Regions from separate parts of the Mus musculus genome. Here regions 2, 3 and 4 are each linked to region 1. The links are chromatin contacts, called in public promoter capture Hi-C maps. All regions are on one chromosome and are shown on one strand. Each heading gives the region's core, a stretch centred on a gene start, on an enhancer-like site or on the middle of the called end of the contact. The rest is flanking DNA. Distances are from core to core; before and after follow the strand shown.

What was found. Promoter capture Hi-C pulls out the DNA fragments that hold promoters and counts their contacts.
Region 2: a promoter capture Hi-C map of embryonic stem cells shows a contact between it and region 1, with 20 times the contacts expected there. The contact joins the promoter of Hhipl2 here to the promoter of Capn8 in region 1. A contact is called at or near these places in 4 of 39 promoter capture datasets (embryonic stem cells, neutrophils and pre-B cells) and 1 of 484 Hi-C or Micro-C datasets (embryonic stem cells).
Region 3: a promoter capture Hi-C map of embryonic stem cells shows a contact between it and region 1, with 9 times the contacts expected there. The contact joins the enhancer-like site here to the promoter of Capn8 in region 1. A contact is called at or near these places in 18 of 39 promoter capture datasets (the 3T3-L1 cell line, 3T3-L1-derived adipocytes, the C10 cell line and 11 more), 2 of 484 Hi-C or Micro-C datasets (the HPC-7 cell line and liver), 1 of 115 datasets of contacts at active chromatin or transcription factors (bone marrow-derived macrophages) and 1 of 9 other capture datasets (liver).
Region 4: a promoter capture Hi-C map of embryonic stem cells shows a contact between it and region 1, with 8 times the contacts expected there. The contact joins the promoter of Enah here to the promoter of Capn8 in region 1. A contact is called at or near these places in 6 of 39 promoter capture datasets (the C10 cell line, the HPC-7 cell line, embryonic stem cells and 2 more), 2 of 484 Hi-C or Micro-C datasets (CD8 T cells and bone marrow-derived macrophages) and 2 of 9 other capture datasets (adipose tissue and liver).

What each region holds. Positions count from the first base shown.
Region 1 is chr1:182,562,748-182,566,666 of GRCm38.p6, reverse strand. Capn8 (calpain 8) reads right to left here and starts at 1,660. Exons shown (of 21, transcript NM_130890.2): 1 at 1,370-1,660. The coding sequence starts at 1,606. Gm46248 (a long non-coding RNA gene) reads right to left here. Exons shown (of 4, transcript XR_001779884.1): 3 at 2,614-2,743; 4 at 2,186-2,519.
Region 2 is chr1:183,416,334-183,420,252 of GRCm38.p6, reverse strand. Hhipl2 (hedgehog interacting protein-like 2) reads right to left here and starts at 1,783. Exons shown (of 9, transcript NM_030175.5): 1 at 1,424-1,783. The coding sequence starts at 1,741.
Region 3 is chr1:181,898,840-181,902,758 of GRCm38.p6, reverse strand. Enah (ENAH actin regulator) reads left to right here. Exons shown (of 15, transcript NM_010135.3): 15 at 1-3,919. Among named protein-coding and RNA genes, the nearest start is that of Gm33669, 22 kb to the right of the region's middle. Within about 2 kb of position 1,733, at least 5 of the 459 cell types and tissues checked have an H3K27ac peak or open chromatin away from gene starts, as enhancers often do. A contact at or near this core is called in embryonic stem cells, where this site is marked.
Region 4 is chr1:182,018,124-182,022,042 of GRCm38.p6, reverse strand. It overlaps Enah (ENAH actin regulator), which reads left to right and starts at 2,063. Exons shown (of 15, transcript NM_010135.3): 1 at 2,063-2,513. The coding sequence starts at 2,509.

The sequences.
Region 1 (3,919 bases), core at 411-2,910:
ATTTCAACCTCCCAACAGAGCGTTCATCTTGAGAATCCAAGTGTGATCTGGCAACCTTCACGTAGACAAATGTGTCTTCCGTTCCTTGAGACAAGAGCCTAGGTAGACCTTCTACTTAGAAGCATAAGAACAAGCAGAAGCAGTCATACTCCCCCCGGGTGTAGATCCAAAAGAATCACAGTCAGCTACAATAGTGACACTTGTGCACCCATGTTTATTGTAGCTCTACTGACAATAGCCATGGTATGGAGTCAACCGGGTACCTATCCACAGATGAATAAATAAAAAAATATATAGTTATGTGGGGCTATATGTGTGTGTGCAGTATTGTTCACTATAAAGAAGAAAATCATGTCATTTATAGGAAAATGGACAGAAGCAAAAAAAAAAAATCACCATTTTACCTGAAGTGAACCCAATTCACAGAGATAAATATCACATATTTTCTCTTGTATGTGTGTAAAAATAAAGGGCTATCAGGATGCAGAAGAGCAAATGAAGCAAACACCTTAATGTCCAGGATTATTAGATGCAATATATATATATACACACACACACACACACACACACACACATATATATATATATATATATATATATATACACATATATGCTCCCAAAGTAAAGAAAGGGTTATCCTCAAAAGTGCAAAGTCAAACAAAAAAGCAAGCAGAACCATTGAGAAATGAGCAAAGGTTTTAAACAGTTGTCCCTCTAGAGGATGCACCCATGATATAGAAAGCACAGCATCCATTATCATCAGGGACATGTACATCAAGACCACAGTGTGACCACACCCACCAACTTTAGGATGGCCTCCACCTCTCTCTTCTCTCCAGCCTTGGTGGAACCTTCTATGACCTTCAGTAACCCATGTCCCTCAGCAGCGATGCTATCACAGTTTGCCCCTAGCTGACTGTGTCTAACCTTGGTTTGTTCCCCTGTGTGCTGGCCCGGGGGCACTGTGCAGTGCTAAGTACCCTGTGTTCTGTGTCTCTTACACGCAGGACAATTACACCCTGAGATTTATTTCTCATTCTCCTAACCACACTGAAATACAATGGTTCCAGCCGCACTATTTTTAGGGTGGAAAAACTGAAGCTCAGAGAGCTGTCGCTCAAGGCCACATCAGCAGAGCCAAGGCCACATCAGCAGAGCCACTCATGAGGTCTGACTTGTCCAGCTCTAAAGCTTGTGTGTGTTCTTCCTTAGAAATAATGTTAGGAAGTAAGGCGGATATCAGAACTATAGGATCTGAAAACAGAACCCTGCACTGTTACTTACTTCAACTCTTGACCTGATGTGACAACTCTGTACCCTGTGTGACACTCAATTGTGCCTTGCCATGGTCACTTCCCTATTGCCTTACCGTGGGTCGCTTCCATATGATGCCTTGAGTTTCTGCAGAGCCTGGTCCAAGATCCCTGTAGCCCAAAGCTGACGGACATGCCGGGAATTCCGGGTCTTTAAATAGGACCCCTGAGTTCAAGCATTGCTTTCTCAGGGTCTCGAAGTCCTGGCCCAGATACTTCACAGCATTCTGGTTAGAGCCAAGGCCCTGAGCAGCTGCACGTTGCTTGGATATTCCAGCTGCCAGGGCTGCCATGGCCTGCCTGTGCGTCCTGTAGGTGACAGGAAAGCAGGGCTTCTGTGTCCTCTCAGACATCTGCCCTATGGGGATGCTGCCCTTTAAGGCAGCTCCCAAGGAGGTGTGGCCTGTAAACTTTGCACCTGAGGGAGGCCCTGTTCCAAAGGGACATGAGTCATAAACAGAGTCAAATATGTATCCAAGGTGCAGGCAACTCTGCCCCACCTTCTCCTGCTGTTCACTATTTGGACACCACAATGGAGGCTATCAGGAGTCTCCAAGTTGGATAGGCTGGGGTGATTTCTCCTCCAGAGACTCTGTAAGGAGAGGCCCTGCTCATGCCTTGGTTTTAGTCCAGTGGAAATGACTTAGGTCTGTGGGTGCCCAGAACAGAAAGAGACTAACCCTCTGCTCTTTCATTTTTACCGAGCATGGTGCCTTGCCTGCATGTACACCTGTGCACTACATAAGTGATCTGTCCTTGGAGGCCAGAAGAGGGCACCAGAGTCCCCAGAACTGGAGTTCCAGACAACTGTTAGCTTCCATGTGGGTGTTAGGAGTCCAACGCAGATCTTTGCAAGAACAGCCAGTGCTCTCTCAAACCCTAAGCCATTGCTCCATCTCCAACTTCTGCTCTTTTCAGTCACTTGTGTTCGTTTGTTACAGAAGACACAGGCAGCCAGTACAGTGTGACAAGAATTCTCTGAACTACTTACCCACAACACAGTCTCCCTAGTAACCTGCATTAATCGCCACCATCTCAAAGAGTGTTCTGGGGGCTGGCTGTAAGATGCCTCAGTGGATACGAGGGCTTGCCGCACAAGCAGGACAATCTACATTCAGAGGTAGAGACCAGAGAATAAGGAGTCTGAGGTCACTGTGGGCTAAATGGTGAGTTCAAATCCAACCTGGGTTACGTGAGACCCTGTCTCTAAAATGAAATAAAACAGAATATAAAATAATCATGATTCAGCAGTTCTGAGCTAAGTCTCTAGGACCCATATCAGAGTCTTTAGACCATTCACCTGCAGATGATTCTAAAGCGGGTTCACACTGGTCTCTGAACCAGACAGCCTCTGAGGCTGCCGGTCTTCCCGCTGAGGGTCATCCACGTGTTCAGCCCTGAGCTTGGTGCTTCTGAGAGAGCATGTTTACCTGCCAGACATGAAACAGACAAAAGCAGGGTTTCCCGTGATTCACCAGAAATACAAGGTCAGCATGACCTTCCAGGACAGGAGGCAGTTATACGAAAGCTTTGGCTCCTCCGTGCCTCAGGAGCCCCCATTACTCCCTCAACGCCTCTATTTGCGTTAACACTCGCTCAGTGTTGGGCTCACTGAGGGTTCACAGCTAAGTTTCCACCCTGCACAAGGCTGACCTACCCTTCCTCTAAACCAGAACCCCAGCTCCACCCCATCCCCTGACGTTGCCTGGAACACTGAAGATCCTAGAAGCCTTGAAGCCCTAATTTGGGTGGAGGAGGCATTTTTATTCCTGACCCTATTGCCTAGTTAACTGAGATTCGTGCTGAGTCACAGGAACCAGTGGTTGCTCTGAACACAGTTTTCTGGCCATCCCCAGCAAGCTAAGAGGAACGCCGGGCTTCTGCGTGGCTAGTGGGAGCCGGAGCACACCCGTCCTGCTGACTTTGCCACCTGTTCCCGTGTCTCTCCTTCCTCCATGGAGCATTGATTTCTGTTTAGGGGATGTCGTGTTTGTCCCACTTCAGGGCTTTGCAGGCGCTGTTCCTGCCAAACTGCAATACTCTTCTGCTCTGCTCTCTGATCATCCTTCAGACCTGTGCCCCGGAAGTTTTTCCCCAAGGCCACCCCTCAAATTTAGCCCCTCCCTCCTTTCACACTATCAGATGAGTACGCAAAGCCTCGCCCAGCACGGACTCCTGTCCTCAGTGAGTTAAAGCCTCTCGGCCCCATCAGGCTTTGTGTCCCACAAGGACACTTATCGGGACCAGTTTTATTTGCCACTCAGTCCCCGGCTCCTAGGACTCTCCCAGAAACACAGTAAATATTTGTTATATGAAGAAACAACCGCATATCTAGATTTCCAGTAGATAGATTTCCAGTAGATAAATAGATAGACCCAGGATGTTACAGACCTGGTAGCCCCAGACAGGGTCACTGGTTAGTTAATAAAGAACTCATGGGAGCGTTTGTTTTTCCTCTGTGTTTCTTCCCTATGCTTCCCTGAAGCACCGCCCCCCTCTCAGACTGACAAAAAAAAAAAAAAAAAAAAAAAGAGCAAGCCCTTCCTCTTCCAAGCACAGAAGCTGCACAGCTGGTAATTCTACTTCCCCACGAGGGAGCTCCTCTG
Region 2 (3,919 bases), core at 534-3,033, 850 kb before region 1:
CAGGTGGAGGTTGTGACCGTCTGCAGCAGCACTGTCAGGATACCACGGTGCTGGGAAGTGGCCTTGTCTATTTCAACAAGTAGATGGGTTCATTACACTTCAGGTTCATAAAACAAGGGAGCAGCTAAATGTGACTTTCTGGATCTGAGAGGAGATGGGAAGGGAGCAAGATTTTCAGCAGAGGACATCTCAGAAATAGTTTCCATGCTGCTTGGAAAAGCTCGCGTTCTAAGGCCGAGGAGATGGCTCAGCTACTAATGTGCTTGTTCGCAGGCAGGAGGACCTGCATTTGGATCCCAGCCAGTGCCACAGCACTGAGCCAGAGACAGGAAGCTTTGGAACTGGCTGCCAGCCATCCTACCTGAATCAAGGGAATCCAAGTTTTATAAGCCCTGTTCCAAACAAGGTAAAGAGAGATAGAAGCCACCTAACACTGACCTCGAGCCAATACACACACACACACACACACACACACACACACACACACATAACACGCACACACACGCATGCACACATGCACACCCCTTGCTCATCTCAGAGTTAAATTTCCAGGAAACACCTGAAGGACGGTGCCCTGTCCTGAGAACACAGCCCCGAGGCGATGCCACCCAGGTGTCTGTCCTCTGAGTGCTACTGCACTGATTCCTGCCTAGGCTGTCTGTACCCACGCATAGAGCTGAGGAGTTTGAAAACAGTGGCCATGGTGGGATAAAGATACCCTGGGACAGCCACATACTAGCACTAAAATGCCCCAGGATGTCTGTCACGTCATTAGAGTGCTGCTTTCCTGCAGAAGCTTCTCGAGTTGGACTCTCTTCCCGAAGACTGGTGCGTGCGCGTGCGCATGCGCAGTCTGTACCTTCTAATGTTCAAGCTCAGCTCAGCTAAGGTGACGCCTCCTGCCTGTGGATTTTGGCTGCTGCTGAGCGTGGAGAGGAGAAACTCTGGGTCATTTCCTCCCAGCAACTTGAGGCTCTCTGCATCCAGCTTAGGAGTTCTGCAGACAGGACCCCAACCCCTGCCACCACCACTGTCACAACCAAAGCCCCCATGGCAAAACACCCTCTCAGCAGGTGTCACAACCCCTCCCCGCCCCACCCCTGCCCACTGCACAATGCATAAATGCCACAGGGATGCTGTGCCCAGCTTTCTGGTCCTTGTAGGCAGGACGGAGCAGCTGCACTGAGAACCCCATGAACACCTCTTTCAATCTTCGTTGTCTGGAGAAAAAGCCCAGAGGGAAGAGTATGGAGAACCAGGGCACACCCTCACCTCCAGCTCTCCAGGGAGGCACCTGGCAGAAGAGTCCTACTCCAGGATCCCTCACTGTTCAGCCAAACACTGTAAAGCCACAAATCGCTTTTCCAAACTGGCTCCCTCTCCTCCTCCTCCTCTTCCTAGGCTTACATACACTCAGACCCACCTGGCAAAGGATGTCTTTAATGTAACCTCCACACAGCTCGTGGGCCTTCAGGTCAAAGTAGCTCATGATGTCCCAGTACCTGGCAGCGATGCGGCGGTCTTTGCGCTGATCACAGCAGCCGAAGGAGTCATAGTCAGAGCAAAAGTCCAGGTGCTGAGGAGGACGGAAGGGTGGTCCATAATCCAAGCACTGGGGGTGTCCCTGCAGCAGGCCCACCCAGCCCAACAAGAACGGGAGGCCCAGGCAGAAAATGCCAGGAGAGAGCCACGGGGCCCGATGACCAGGAACAGTGTGTGGGCTAGTATGTTTTCCCAGCATTTGGACCTTGGGAATTCTCTGCTGCTCCTTCCTGGGTTGGCCTGCCCAGTCTGCCCAGTGCCCCCCCCCCCGCCCCCGCTCCCAACTGCTCTTCCTTCTTTCTCTCCCTCACATCCTGCCCCAGTTCAATGAGGTGGTTCATCAGTGAAGTTCCTTCTCTGTGCTGGTGGCTAAGCATACCTCGTGACATCAGGGAGAGGTGTCCTTACCTAAAAGTGAAGCTGGAGCAGGTCTTGACACTAGTGCTGAGGGTTTGGGAGACTGCGGGTGCTTAGTCAACCGTGTGCTGGCATCAATGACTGAGGTGCTAGGATTCTTCAAATTGCACAGAGTTTCCGCCATGTTGGGGGCAGGCCAGGAAATTCCCGCTTGTTTACTGTTTTTCTGCAGGCTGAGCGGCACACATTACAGATGTCTGACAGCAGACTCTGCGCGAGGCAAATGTCCAGGCTCCTGCAGTGCAGAAGGGCACAGAGAGTGCTGGTGTGGGTCTGGGAGCATGTCACGGAGAGCCGTCCCGAGTGTGCCTGGATGGGAGGAAGTGTCATGAATCTCGCATCCCCAGCAAGAAAAACACAAGCAGTCAAGCAAGGAAAGGAGGGCGCCTCAATCCCTTCACTCTGCTGCAATAATATCACAAACTGGGATGGGGCTCAGCTGGTAGAGTGCTTGCCTAGCATGCATAAGGCCCTGGGTTTGATTCCCCAGTATCTCACAAATCAGGCTGTGCTGTGTTCAACTGCCCTTGGGAAGTAGAGACAGGAAGGTCAAAGGATCCAGGTCATCCTTGACTGTAGACAAGTTCAAGGCCAGTCTGGGCTACATGAGACCCTATCTCAAAAGCACACTGAAGAAAACAAAAATACTGTAGACTTGTTAACTTATAGATAGTAGAAACTTATCTCTCAGTTTAGAGACTGGGAAATTCAAAATCAAGCAGGGGGCAAGTCCGGTGTCCAGCAAGGAACTTTTATGACTGTGTCCCCACAGTGAGAGTCAGAACAGAATCACCCTCTGAAGCCCCCTCCCAGGCTCTCTTAGTCAGGGTTTCTATTCCTGCACAGACATCATGACCAAGAAGCAAGTTGAGGAGGAAAGGGTTTATTCGGCTTATACTTCCACGCTGCTGTTCATCACCAAAGGAAGTCAGGACTGGAACTCAAGCAGGTCAGAAAGCAGGAGCTGATGCAGAGGCCATGGAGGGATGTTACATACTGCCTTGCTTCCACTGGCTTGCTCAGCCTGCTCTCTTATAGAACCGAGACTACCAGCCCAGAGATGGCATCACTCACAAGGGGACCTCCCCCTTGATCACTAATTGAGAAAATGCCTTGCAGCTGGATCTCGTGGAGTCATTTCCTCACCTGAAGCTCCTTTCTCTGTGATAACTCCAACCTGTGTCAAGTTGACACACAAAACCAGCCGGTACACAGGCACTGCAGTCAGCCTCTAGCAGGCCAGGAGAGCTCGTGAAGATTGAACCCAGGGCCTCATACATCCTACCACCCACCTGCATCCTCAGCTGTTGTGGTTTAGATGTGGACTATTCTCTAAAACGCATACATTGGAAAACTTGGCTCCCGGCCTATGGCACCAATGGGATGTGCTGAAACCTTCAGAGACAAGGCCTCACAGAAAGGAACTAGGTGCTGAAGGGGTGTACTCATAGGCAGATTTTGAACCCCAACCTTGTCCATTTCTGTTTCCCAGCAACTGTGAGGCAAACAACATTACTCTACCACATTCCCCTCTGTGGTGAGGAAGGAGTTGCCTCACAGGACCAAGAGCAGTGAATGCAGGACCACGGCTCAAAGTTCCAAAACTATGGGTTCGAATAAGCCTTTCCCCTGACAATCTAGACATTTTTATGGTAATGGAAAAGCTAGCTAATACATTAGCCCAAAGCCTGGCTCTTAGTACTAACACATTGACAGACTTCAATATACACGTTTTTTATGAATAGATTCCTTGTGTCCCAGAGAACATGAAGACCAGGAAGCACAGTCGACCTGACCTTGCTTTTGCCAGATCTATTGTGTGTGTGTGTGTCTATGTGGGTCAGGGGGGAGGGGTGAGAGGTAGGGGGTGGGGGTGGAGGTGAGGGGCATACCACAGTATGTGTGGAAGTCAGAGGAGCACTTTCAAGAGTATATTCTTGGGGCTGGAGAGATGGCTCAG
Region 3 (3,919 bases), core at 484-2,983, 660 kb after region 1:
CTACCTTTTGTTTTGCAGTAAGCGCTGTGTGCCTCTTCTGTCTTACATGCTCCCAGCACAGCTTGTAGTCAATGTGGTGAAAAGTGTTTTACTCCATTCTTTTGTCCTATAACACAGTCATATATATATTTCACTTCATTTACACGGTTCATTTTTTTTCTTTATGTAATTTGCATATTAAAGGATATTGCCAAGTAATTAACTTTAAATGTAGCAGTCTGTACCCTCTACAGTGATCTCTTTATGTTGGCTTTTTATATATACTTATATATATGTCTCAGCACCTTTATCTATTACAAAGTTCCATTTTCCAAACTTGTAATTTCCTCATTAGAAGTACAACTCTGTCTGTGTGTGTGTGTGTGTGTGTGTGTCTGTGTGTCTGTGTGTGTGTGTGTGTGTGTGTGTCTGTGTCTGTGTGTCTCTGTGTGTGTGTGTGTGTGTGTGTGTGTGTGTGTGTGTGTGTGTGTGTGTGTGTGTGTGTGTGTCTTTCCCCCTTTATCAGACCTCGGCATCTCTCCCAAGCTCCTCCGTCCTCTTTGTGCTTCCTGTTCCTGGCATTAATTTGCATTTGCAACCACCTTGTGTTGCTCACTGTTGTGAAGACAGCCAGCTGATTTTTCTTTTGGTTCCAACTTACACTCCTGCTTTATCTACAAATTAAAGTCACTTAAATTCGAAAATGAATTAAGTAGCAAGTCCTAAGCTTTTCCATTTGCTTAGCTAAAATTACTGTCTCTTAACTTTTGCCCATCTTTGCAGTGAGGCTGTGAAGAATTCATGTTTGTACGATTCAGGGCTTGCCAGGCAGGGCTGCAGGAACTGTTTGATTTCTTGTCGCCATGAGAATTACTTAAGCCCTTTACCACGGTCTTTAATCCTATGGGCGTATCTGTAATCCAGCATCCTGGAGACAGAAACAGGAGGATTGTGGATCTGATGTCAGGCTGGGATGCATAGAGAAACCGTGTCTAAAACAAATCAGTAAAATCCTATGGGTCGTAAGCATAAAAACGCGGAGCATAAAGGAACTCAAGATGAACATAAAAAGCAGAGTGTAGGGGGGTGTCTGTCCCTTTATCACACTAGAAAGCCCACTTCCAAAGGCAGAATAGTTTTCACTTCCAGACTCAACCTGTTCTGGTGACGGCATTTTTGTTTTTAATACAATTGGTATCTGATCATCTCCCCAGAGCTCTGTGACTCTTTGGTGAGAGGCATTTACTGTTTTATAAGTTCAGTTCCTTTTTTTTTTTTTTTTTAATCAAAACTTGTTGTATTTTAAAGAATCTGACTAAACAGTTATTCTGGTCAGTACTTCATGTGAAGATCCTGGAGAACATGTACGTACAGGAATCGCTTTCAGTTAAGCATACGCCTGTTTGAGAAACTAAAATCGTCAATCTCTCAAGAGAAGCCATTTATTTATGCCAAATATTCTTGGGGTTGAGGGCGGGGATATGATATAGTCTTTCTATTCCCAACATCAAAATAGGCTCTGCACTAAATCTTGTTCCCTTATGTTTACCTTGGTGGCTTTTTGAAGTACCAAGCTTCTTTCTAAAGCCTCTTTGTGGGTGAATGTGAGAATGAGCATGTAGAAACCAGTGTTCAACCTTGGCACCCACCTGCTTTGAGACAGGGTCACAAATTCAGCTAGACCTGCTGGCAGTGAGCCTCAGGAGATCCTGTCTGCTGCTTGCTGCTGGGTTGCCTAGCTTGTACCACCACGCCCAGCTGCTCTGTTTTACATGGATTCTGGAATCTTAACTGATGACCTTGTGCTTGCAAGGGAGGCAGACACTCTTCCAATTCAGCTAGCTTTCTAGCCCTGCCCCCCCCCTTTTTTTTTTCTTTATATCTTAATGCTGGAACAATGAAAGATTCAAAATTTAAACATTAAGATTGATTAGTTGATTAGAAAAGAAAGTAAAATGGTACAGTAAAATTACCATTTACAGACAGGGGCCTTCTATCGGTACAATATTAATGAATACCTCACATAAGGAAGATGGGGCTTTAGGATAAATTTGAAAATTGTTGAAGTATGAACTATGTTAATTTGTAAAGCAACCGTCACTGAAGGGTAGAAAGTGACTTGGTTACTGTGACTTGATGTTAAAAAGAATTTTCTACAATCATTGGTTCTATTTGTTGAAATTGTAAAGATAGGGATTGTGTGAGGAGGAGAGGGTTTGGGAAAGGGCGTTTCCCTTCGGTTATAGATGCTCTGTTGTAGAACTCCCTGAGCACCTGTAGGTTTCCAGTGCTTGCTCATTAACATAGAGAATAACTGAAAACTGAAGCTTTGGTTAAGTGCTTGAACCAGAGATCAGTCACCACACCCTACCTAGTTTGAAGCTTACTGGGTATTCCAATAAAGAGCTTTTAGAAGTTTTTGGTGTGGAACCCCAGGATTCCTGGATAAAGGAGGCCCAGATAAGAGCGGAGAGGGAGGAGTACTTGACTCTCTTGAGTTAGGAAACTCAAGAGCATGGTGAACTCATCACTAAATCCAGCCTTTTCTAAACAAAAATTAAACAGAGTTAAAAGAATTTCACATTCTAATAAAAGTTAGAAATGTCCATGCACTTCATTGAAGAGCTATTTGTAAGTGACAGTCTCCATTTAGCCCGTAAATATGTCTCAGCTGCCCCCTTCTGAGTCCAGAAAGATGTCCTTAGCAGTAGAAACAGACTCCTTCAAAAGAAAATTACATGTCTAATACAGGCAGTGAGTGATGTTGCCGATAGATAGGGTGTTAGCCGGCGCTGGGTGTCGCAAAGGAAATAAAACCCCAGGGAAAGAAGTGTGCATCGAGTCTGGCTCTGGGATTCATCCCTGTTGTGGTGGGAATACACAGTGTGTATGAGGTCCCTAGTATTGAAAAAATCAAAATGCAGCTTTAATCATGAAGTAAGTAACACAGGAACCTTTTTCAAGTTTGATACCTAAGGAAAAAAAAATGTTTGAAATTCAATATTCTCTAGTCAATTCTGTCTACCCAGCCTTCCTATAAAGTTTTGGTTTGTTTTTGTTTTGTTGTTTTTAAGATTTTAAACTTCTTTTAGTAGAGACATAGAAGATTGTCATTCCATGGCCAAGTTTCACCTAGGTGAGTTTTGGCATTTGATATTCTAACTTCTGGAATTTCTCTGAGTATTTTGATCCTCAGTTCTGAGGTCTGTCTGTTTGGGGGTGGGGCGGTTGTCTTTAAACCACAAGCCCTACATGATGCCAAAGCCACCAGGCCTCTCTTGTGTATCAGGAGTAGAACTAAGTTGGCTTAGCCCTTTGGGGACCAACCTTGTTGCGTAGTGTGTGGTACCAGCTTTGCGCTTTGCCTGGGAAAACTGTATCTCAGAAAGGTAATTAGGAAGGTCTCAATATTTAGGTGGTGGTGGTAGGGACAGGTTAAAGTCTAGATACAATTTCTGTTGACCACAAGGGCAGGGAGCAGTTTCAGGAGTTTGTCTACTTACTCTGGACACCTTGCTTCATTTGCTGACAGTGAACTTGGGCATCTGTGGTTCCTGTGAGACATCTCAGATGTGTATCTTGTCTCTGTGCTCCTGTTTAACTGTGGATGTGAGCCCTGAGGCACCCAGCCGTTGACTTGGGACTCTGCCAGATTACATGTGTGTAAGGTCCCTTCTACTTCTGGGATGTAGTTTGAGTTTCTTCATTCACATGTCCTCAAGCTGTGATCAGTCTGTTATTTCACCCAAGAAAACAGAATTCTTCTGTATGCATATGGGTGTTTTACCTCCATGTATATATCTGTGCACCACACATGTGCCTGCTGCCTTTGGAGGTCAAAGAAGGGCATCAGATCCCCTGGAACTGGAGTTCTAGACAGTAGTGAGCTACCCTTTGGATGCTGGAGCTTCTGAAAATACACACAAAGTGCTGTTAATGG
Region 4 (3,919 bases), core at 814-3,313, 550 kb after region 1:
GGTACATTTTTAATAAACACAGAAAACAAGAATAGCATTTTCCTCTTGGATCACTTAATTTGGTACTCATACCATGGGGACATCAGCTGTTAGCATAAAGATGATGGTGATTTCGTTAGATCAGGATGGGATTAGCTAGCAAAAATGAGAAGCAGGTTATGATGTCATTCGCAAGGAATTTTTATTGGTGTTTCTTGTCTCTGACAAGAGATAGTTTGAGTCATTACAGCAGTATCTCCACCTCTTCTGGTGGTGGTAAGGCTTTTATCTGAAACCTAAGCTCTGTTGTACTTACTATATTGGTATGAATGAACTAAGGAGAGCTGGGGTGACTTCTGGCTGAATGTGTCTTAATTCTTTCCCCAAGAAGATTCAATAGGCATTAGTGCTTTTTTTCCTCTTTCTAGACATTAGTTAACTTGTTGAATACTTGAGGTGCAAGCATTTTATACAGATGCCCTTTATACAAAGGCAGTGCACCTCAGAGCTGAGATGTTTTTCTAATCACGGCTATTGTACTAATAACACACGAGGTTGTTTGAGATGTATATTTCTGTCTCTTCTCGTAATATGGGCAACAAGGACATTTGGCTGACAGGGCTGTTTTCTCTTCAGTCCTTGGAGATCCTTGAATAAAATGCTCTGTGATGGCAAGCTGTAATTAGCTATGTGGGTGGAAATTAGTGTTCTTCAAGTACACCATGTTTAGAGCAGAGGCACCGTGCTTTTTACTACCCGAGGCCACCCTGGTCCTGTGCCACAGCTCTAGGTCACTGCTTCTTGCAGGGCTTCCTTCCAAAAAGCAAACCGCCTTTGTTGAGCTCTGAAACCAGGAGGCTTTTCATAGTTAAAACAGGTTAAACTGTTCTCCAGACAATTCAGGCATTGACCAAGGATGGATAGGATACGTTAGCTTGTCATTTGAAAGTGCCCAGAATGCCAGCTTTCATAAGTATCTTTAGAACCGCAGCTCATTTTATATGGAACATCAAACTTTTGAATGGATTCCTGCAGTATTGCTAGGTCCTCCATTTTGGATGTAATAGAAATCGGGTAGCTGCAAAAACCCTTTCTAACCTAGTCTAGGCATCTGTATACTGCGCACGAAAGCGGGCTCTCAGTTTTTAAAAAATTTTATTAGATCATTGGATTTGCTGTTTTTCATTCTACACCCCCCGCCCCAAATTCGGGCTTCTCAGAGGCCTCCTGCACCATCTGACTAAACCATTCGCTGCGTTAGTATTTTCTATCTACCTTCTCAAGGAGGTGAGCTCCAGACTAGGTGAAAGACAGAGCATTTAAAATTATCCTCAGTTTCCATCCCTCCCCGCCCCCGGCCGGGATTCCCTTTCAGCTGGTGACGACAGAAAGGGTTCCACGGGCTGCGTCTCTCGCGGCTGCACAGGGTTCCGCGTGCCTCGGGCCACCGCGTTTCCCGACACCGATGCGTTAGCTGTGTGTGTGTGTGTGTGCGCGTTTATGCGCGCGTGTGTTTGTGCAGTCATCCCAGTACTGTGCGCGCGTCGGCCGGATCCCCAGGTCCAGCACGCTCGGGGGTCCTCGGGAATCCGGGGGACGACGATGGCCACGTTTTGCGTGTTCGGAACTCTCCTACATCCCGCCTACATCCCACGGGTGGGGGTGGGTGGGAGGGAATCACATCGCGGCGGGGACGCGCAGAGGGGGATGCCGGCCCGCGCGCCCTGGTCCTCTCCGCGATCGCGCCCGGCTCGTCACGCCCCCCCCAACCCCCCCACCGCGGTTCGCTCCTCACCTCAGCCTCCGGGCTGCGGGAAGGCCGCGGCAGGAGAGCGCGGTCAAGGGCAGAGCGGGCGCCGAGCCCCCCTCCGACCGCGGGGGGCGCGGAGCCGGGTGGGCGGCAACAAAGGGCCGTGGCCGCACCGCCGCCTCGCCTCGGCCGCCGCCCCGCAGCCCCCTCGTGCGCAACGCCCCTCGCCCCGGGAGGGAGGGGGAGGGGAGCGGGCGAAGCGGGAGCGGCGGGGGCGGCGGGAGGAGGGCGGCGCCTGCGTGCTCCTCCGCCGCCCCGCCCCCGGCGCCCCGCGGCGAGCCCGGCTCTCCTCCCGCGGCTGCAGCAGCTGCCGGTTCCTCACGGCCTCGGCGGCGGCGGTGACGGCGGCGCGCTCGGAGCGGCCTCTGGAGCGGCGGGCGGGCGGACGGACGGACGGACGGACGGGCGCGCGGCCCCGGCGGCTCCCGTCTGAAGCGGCGGACGAGGCTCGGCGGGGAGGAGGCGGCGACGCAGGCGGAGGAGGCGGCGGCCGCCGGGGACCCGCTCGGCGCCTCGGCCCCGTGCCCCGTCCCCAGCCCGTGGTCGCTCGCGCTCGGCGGGCCGGCGCCTCGCCTCTGCGCGCGGAGATGGTGTAGCCCGGCCGCCGGAGCCGGAGCCGCCTCTGCTCGCGCGTCCCCGCGGCGTCCGCCTCCCCGCCTGAGAAGAGACCCTCCGCTCGGCGGCTCCCGCGCCGGGGAAGCCTCGGCGCCGCCGGCACCATGAGGTGAGGGGCGCGCGGGCCGCCAGCCATTGTGCCGCGGCGCCGCGACCGCTCTGCGCGGACCCGCCTGCCCCGGCCCGCGGCGCCGGCTCGGCTCTCCCGGCTCTTTCTCGCTCCCTTTTGTCCCTTCGGGTTTCTCCGGTCCAGCTGCCCTGCCCAGCCGCTCTGATTTGGGGGAGGGGGCTCCTCCCGGTGTCCCCCTCCGATGCTCTTCTTTTACCCAGGATTTCCCTTCCTCAATTCAATATGCCAGCTCCCTCCCTCCCTCCCCCAGCCTGGGTTAACGAAACCCAGGAGATGGGGAGGGGCTCGGTAGTCGTAGCGTGCTCGTTGCCGAGAAACAGGTATTTTCCGTACATCTGTAAAAATTCTCTGCACTTTTAGTACAAAGCTCTAGTGTTTAATTAAAAGGGGGGTGGGGAGGAAAGTTTGGAAGGTTTGAAATCTCTGCGGGGAATAAAGTGCCTCTGGTAGGGGTAAAGCGGAGGAGCGGGGAAAGGTGAACATTTCTCGATGGTGGGGGAAGGGAGAGCATTTACTAGGTTTCCTCTGGCGGGGGACAGTGTGAGGCTGGGATAAGTTGGTTGAGGTTTGTAAGCCCGGGCGGGGGAGGGTTTTGTTTGGAAAGCCCTTCTCTCCGGTTCGTAGCAGCCTGTGTTGCATTGCAGCAGAAGCGGCCGCGTTTCCCTTCCTCTGTAATCAATACAATTATTTATTTATTTTTCAGCCCCAAAGGAAAGTCTTGGATGTACCGTGGTGAAATGCTTTTTGATTGATACGGTGAAACATATGGTGTGATGTTTTTTAATTTTTGTCTCTCCAGTTGTGTAGGAGAATAAACCATGATGTGGTGTGTCACTCATTGGCGACCACCCACCCCAAGCCTTTCCTAAGGTTGTTTTGTGTCCATAACCTCCCGCTTTTGGATTGGTGCAAGACTTAGTGAGAAATAGGACCTCGTAGACTGAAGGCTGATGCATTTTGCGTACTCATCCTTAAAGGCCTCCCTTTTAGGTTAAACAATTGTGGATGAAGTAAATTCCTCCGTTTCTTCCTCCCTCCCGAGATAGTCTTTCAGTTCATTTGGATTTGAATCTCCTTTGTGTTAAAGATTAATGGCCGACGGTTGCCAAGACCTTTATAATGTAATGAAATGAGATTTGAATAATATCTTCAAATTCCTTCTCTTTGGCCTGAAAATCTTGTCATTGGAATTTCCCCCCTTATTTCTGTTTGAAACTTTAGCTTTTATATCCCCCTCCTCAAAAAAAAAAAAAAAAATCAGGGTTGAACACAGACCCGTTACAATTTTAAGTATATTTTTGTGCTGTGTTTACTTAAGCTTACTATGAATTTTTCTGATTCTGGGTGACAGATCTTTATGTTAGTGTTAGATTTTTGCCAAGTGA